Regions from separate parts of the Mus musculus genome. Here region 1 is linked to region 2. A link is a contact called in public Hi-C data. All regions are on one chromosome and are shown on one strand. Each heading gives the region's core, a stretch centred on a gene start, on an enhancer-like site or on the middle of the called end of the contact. The rest is flanking DNA. Distances are from core to core; before and after follow the strand shown. Region 1 has its middle 19 kb from the start of Gm39602. Region 2 has its middle 270 kb from the start of Etaa1.

Region 1 (2,700 bases), core at 59-2,558, 2.1 Mb before region 2:
CAATGAATTAATCTCTTAAACTTTTTATTGTGTGTATTCTGCATGTCCCTCCCTGAGATAAGCTGGCAGGGATGGGGGTGGGTGGGGGTGAGGGAGGAGAGCTGTGCTGTGGTCCCCGCCCTCACTGAACAGGGAGGAAATCAAACATCTTACTTCGTAACCAGACTATAAAATTATGAGAGGTGTTTATATGTGTTCTGAACAAAAACTGTAAGGGATTATGAAGTTCAAGACACATAAGGAAGGAACATGCCCCTTTCTGCGGGGTCCTCTGAGGGGCCTGTTTGGAGGATCTAACCTCTGAGCAGGCAGTTAAAGGACAGAAAACTTGCTGAAGGTTATAGAGATAATCAGGCAGAATTGAGATTCAAACTCAGGCCCGCCAGAGCCTATTCAGGTTCTATTCGAGTTGTCCCACTATACACATTTGAAACAACACTGAATCCAACCTTGGACTCTCTGCCACTTGCTACGATCTCCCCTGGGGTTATGGACTGAGAGCGGGTGTGAATTGGTGGCGGTGAGCCTGCAGCTTCCCTGTGGTGTGCACATCCCTCCTATTTTCTTCAAGGTTCTGTCTGGACTGCACTGGGGCACTGGCTGTATGGTGTCCACCGTTTCTTCTAATTGGGGAAGAAGCCAATTCCAAATACCTGGGAGAAGTTAAGTAAGGAGCTGAGGCCAGAGCTCAGAAACCTCTCCTACCTAGCCCTGTCCAGCCTCCCTCTCACCACTCTGCTCTGCTCCGTGCTGCCTGCTTCAGTCTAATGCTGTCTTGGAGAATGGCAGTCTGCCCTCAGAACTCCCTGACCTACACAGGGAGCCTTGGGAGGGTTGTTGGACTCCGCCCAGAACATTCCCATGTGTTTCCACCCGGTTGCTGTGCTCTTGGTGAGGTACCCTGCTGGACATGGCCACCCAGAGCTGAAATTTCAGCCAGGCACAGGGATGGGGATGGCCTAGTGTAGAAGCAGAAGCAAGAGATGTGTTGTTTCCCCCCTCTGTCTGCTGGTAGAAGGGCAGGGATTAGAGGTGTTGATGACTCTTTAAAAGTTCCACTGTACCCACTCCAAACCCCAGCCTGAGTGCAAAGGAAACTGCTTTCTTCTGCCTGAATTTTTGCCATCAAGCAGCGTTGCCTCTGCCTCAGTGCTCTCGATGAAATGCAGACCTTCTGGGGAGAAGGCGAGCTACAAAGTGCCGGCCACCTTGGCGTGAAGGAGGTTATTGTATCTTAAGTAGAGGAAAATAGGGATAGCAGCTTCCTTTGGTTCCAATTCTTCAGCATCCCCTTTGCAAAAAGCAACAGTACGTTATAGACACTAGGGGGCGCAAGTAGGCCAACAATGGCGCCTGTTACTTTTTACAGCTCTGAGAAACAAAGTTGGCATTATCGCTGTTTTCTTTTTCTTAAGAATCGGAGTTCTCTGAGATGGTATGAGTGAAAGCATTGGCTGCTTTGCTTCCCAGGACGTCCGTAGCCCTCAGAAAATGCAATGAAGAAATATTCAGAATGAAACATGGAAAGCGGATGGATACCCAAGAGATTTCATCAACGGTCTTCGGCACTGCTCTTGGCTGTTTTTAGTATGACAGTTTGTTAAACGTTTCTGAGAGCTAAAGTTCAAATGGGAACAGTGGAAAGGAACTGATTTGTCAAAATGCCTAGCAGTGCCCCTAATGTCACCAAAGTGGGGATGCAAATGTGCATATTTCTGAGTATAGAGAGTAAGCCCACTTGAAGAAAGGAGAAAAAGAAGTCTCCCTCACAGCCAAACACATATCTTACGTACCGTTCAGATGGCTGTTCTTACTGAATAAATCTTACTTAGCAACCTTCCACCAGAGCAAATAATAAATCACTCCCCAAAGCTCCAGGCATCGGGTTCTATCTGGGCAGTAAAACTCTGCAAATGCCCTGACAGCGTTTTGTGAAATCATAATTGCTTAGGGAAAGTGATTCTGGATATCTTAAAACGTACAGAATTAAAGCGAAGCTGTTCCTTTGAGGAAAATTACCCTAATGCTGCGTGCAGTATTCTTTATGTGAATCCTAGATTATAATCCACAGATCCCCATCGTTTCTGGGAAGAGTATATAACCATGCCTAGGTTTTATAGTCACTCCTGTGACCATCGGGGCAGAGGTGCTTCGTTATTTGTATAGTTAGTTTTAAGTGTGTTTATTTATCAGCATTCTCTGGAGAGCCACACCTCAAAACATGTAGTATCTAGCTATCCTTAAAGAAGGGCTGAGTTCTGGGCCCCCAGTTCATGTGTTAAAGTCTTAACATCTCCCCCTGTACCTCAGAATGTGCTTGCTCTCCATGGCTTGATCAGCTTGTTTTCTTATGGCACCCAGGATCACCAGCCAGGGGAGGCACCACCCACAATAGACCGGGCCCATTCTCATCAGTCACTAATAAAGAAAACACCCTACAGATTTGCCTACAGGCCAATCTTATGGAAGCATTTTCTCAGTTGGAGTCTTTCTTCTCAAATGACTCTAGCTTGTGTCAAGGTGACATAAAACTAGCCAGTACGGGACAGGTCATTAGGATGGCCTTGGGTCCAAAGGGAATGGTGTCTTTATAAGAGGAAAATACCAGTCAGACATAGTGGGACTCTGTGAGGACACAGAGGGAGGTAGTGTTGTCTACAAAGGGAGTTCCAGGATACGCAGAGAAACCCTGTCTCGGAA
Region 2 (2,827 bases), core at 4-2,503:
AGAACTGGTCATATTGAGTTGAACCTGATAATCTGCATTGAGAAATACAGCTGATAAATCACAGTCCGAAATTAGCCAGGTGCAGAGAAAAGAAGGGTTGGGTAGGAGGAAAGATGAAGCAACGCCTTTAATGCCAGTAAGAAATATGCCATGCACCAGTACTAGAGTAAATGGTAGAGCTGGAGAGAGGTAATTGGTGGTATCACCCGTGCATTGTGGCTAAAACAGAAGGATTGTGTGGTCAGGAAAGAATCCCTCTCCAGGGACCTCCAGGCCTCATAGAACAGACAATAAAAAGTCTTTCCCGAGACATGGTGCAGATTTGTCCTTTTGCCTCAGAAGGAAAAAAGAAAAAGAAAAAAGGATGATACTACTAGCTGTAAGCAATTAAAGGTCAATTCAGAGAAGAATTAGAAAAGTGCAGTTTCTGTTTTGGAATCTCTCTCTCTCTCTTCTTTTTTCTTTTTCTTTCTTACTTTCTTTCTTTCTTGTTGTCTTTCTTTTAACAAAAACATTATATAAGTACATCCTTCTTATCTGCCAGGTTGGTTATCAGAAAAACACTTGTTGTACATTTTAATTGGGGCCTTCTGAACACATGATGCTGTGACTCGAAGTGGCTATATCAATAATGGGAGTGATTCAGAGTTCCCAGGCAGCCAGAGGACTATTTCAGGCTCTTAATCCTCCTGCCAAATAGGGTATAGGCCAAAATAGTTCTTTTGCATTTATTTCAGGGTTTTAATCTCATATGCAACTGAACCCCATTAAATGCCGTTTCCCAGGCTCAGTCCTTGCTTTCCAGGCAGTTTAGCATACATGTGCCTGACTTACCACTTCCTGTCTGGGAAGGGTATTGACTGCCCGGAACCACAAATAGCACCTCCTTTCCAAGATTCTTGCTCCAACCCAAGAGCTGTCAATCTGTTTCTGGTCTCAGCCTCAGGGGCTGCCTAGCAGGATAGGCAGGGTAGTTGGGGCAAAACTCAGCAGCTTTTTGCTCTACTGCCAAGCACAAAAGTGGGCTTTCCATGGCTGCTCCTCAGTCTCATTTCTAATCACTCACCATGGAAGGTAATGGAAAAGTGCCTGAATTACAAAGATTCTCATTTATTACCCTGGCTGCTCCCCCACAAAGCATCTCTTCTCCCCTTTGGCAAGAAGAGATCACTATTGACGCTTTTAGAAGGCCCTGGGCCCCTCTCAATTATTGGTGTAATCTCTCCCTATTCTGGAAGCAGAGTTCTTTTCTAAGTAGATTTTTTAGAAAGTTAAAAGCTAGTCTTTGCTTTATTCATTGAAATGACTTCATGGGCTAATGTATTCTCCTGTCAGTATTTTTCATCAGTTCAGCAACATCTGCAGGATATGAAAAAAAGCAGAAAGCAGATGTTTGCAAAAGGTAGTTTCACCAAGCCTCCTTACCATAATTATTGCAGCACCACATCCCCATTTTATGGCACCTCTCTTATATTCATATGCTGTTAACTTGTCCTGTAGAAATTAAAACTGGTGTATTTCAGTTCCTTCTAAACAGATTTGCCACCTTAAAAAAAATAATTGACAGATATCTTCCATTAAATCCAAATTTCCTTTATCAAATCTTCGAGGGGAAAATAGATTAAGAAGATGTAGATATTTATCTCAACCTTCACTCATTTACACTCATTTAGTTAATTAGCACTTAATTACACTGTCAAAGGGGAAAATGTTACAATGGTCAGGACAGAGTGGTCCCCACCCCTAGGGCCCATGCTTCTTTTAAAAGGCAGACCTTTGCTTAGTGCCAGCTTGCTCCTATGTGAAACATTTGTAATGATTACTTGACAAGGGGTGCAGATCTGAGATTGTGCAAGAGAGAGCCATCACTCACTAAAGCCCAGCTGTAACTCCCAAACTGGAGCAACAGTGCCCCCCAAAGCAAGTTGCCAGAAGCAGCCAGAGAACAAACCCTGAGCTGCCCAAATGACTATTTTTTTTATAAGCCAAGGAACTATTTTAAGAACTGCTGGCCGAACCCGCAGGCTCTATCACAACCAGATGAGCATTCCAACCAAGCTGGGGAGCGGTGGCTGGAAACAGAGACTGTTTCCACCTATTTTAACCCAGACGCCACAAATTCTCTAAGGAGGAATGGAGGCGGGAGTGGAGATAGAGCAACAGAGACATAGTAGAAAAGTGGACAACTTTAGAAGTTTGTCAGACTTGAAGCAACAAAATATAATCAGCTTAACGAATAAATCGTATTAACTGAAATGCAATTGAAACTCTGCTTGTCATCGGGGTTTCTCCATCTTTTAACAAATGGCAATGGTTTTTGGTCTCACAGGTTCCTTGCCAAGTAGAAGACCTCATTAAAACTGTTGGAAAATAATAGAATTCTAATTAGCTTAATTATGATGTGAAAAATTAGCAACCTAATTCACAAAAACAATATGCAATTAACCTGTTTTTCATAAGTCAAACCATTTTCCAAAACAGGAAATGAAGGATAACACCCATAATTTCATCATGAGGGCAAAAATCCTAGACACCCTGATGCAGTGGTACAGCGAGTATGTAACGAAACCAAAAGTCTCCACTCCCTCATCCTCTGCAACTCCTTCTGTGTATTGCCTACAGAGCCTTTTGGCTCCAAGAATGGAAACTGCATTAAACTGAAGGCTCACTCAAATTTTCTCTTTCAAGTTCTAAGTCCTATTTTCCATTTTCCTTTGGGTCCTGGAATAGGGTCAACCTATAAATGATGAAATATTGCATTTTTAAAAGACAATCAACTTATGATGTCATGTCAACATATTGGAGTCCTTGAACTGCTATCAGAATA

Evidence for each region. Hi-C and Micro-C count contacts between places; a contact is called where the count stands out from the background.
Region 1: a contact with region 2 is called in a Hi-C map of uterus, with 3 times the contacts expected there. The contact joins two enhancer-like sites. A contact is called at or near these places in 18 of 484 Hi-C or Micro-C datasets (the 3T3-L1 cell line, 3T3-L1-derived adipocytes, adipose-derived mesenchymal stem cells and 11 more) and 1 of 115 datasets of contacts at active chromatin or transcription factors (astrocytes).

Annotation. Positions count from the first base shown.
Region 1 is chr11:19,759,884-19,762,583 of GRCm38.p6, reverse strand. No RefSeq gene overlaps it. Among named protein-coding and RNA genes, the nearest start is that of Gm39602, 19 kb to the right of the region's middle. Within about 2 kb of position 1,308, at least 34 of the 459 cell types and tissues checked have an H3K27ac peak or open chromatin away from gene starts, as enhancers often do. A contact at or near this core is called in astrocytes and uterus, where this site is marked.
Region 2 is chr11:17,685,002-17,687,828 of GRCm38.p6, reverse strand. No RefSeq gene overlaps it. Among named protein-coding and RNA genes, the nearest start is that of Etaa1, 270 kb to the left of the region's middle. Within about 2 kb of position 1,253, at least 57 of the 459 cell types and tissues checked have an H3K27ac peak or open chromatin away from gene starts, as enhancers often do. A contact at or near this core is called in astrocytes and uterus, where this site is marked.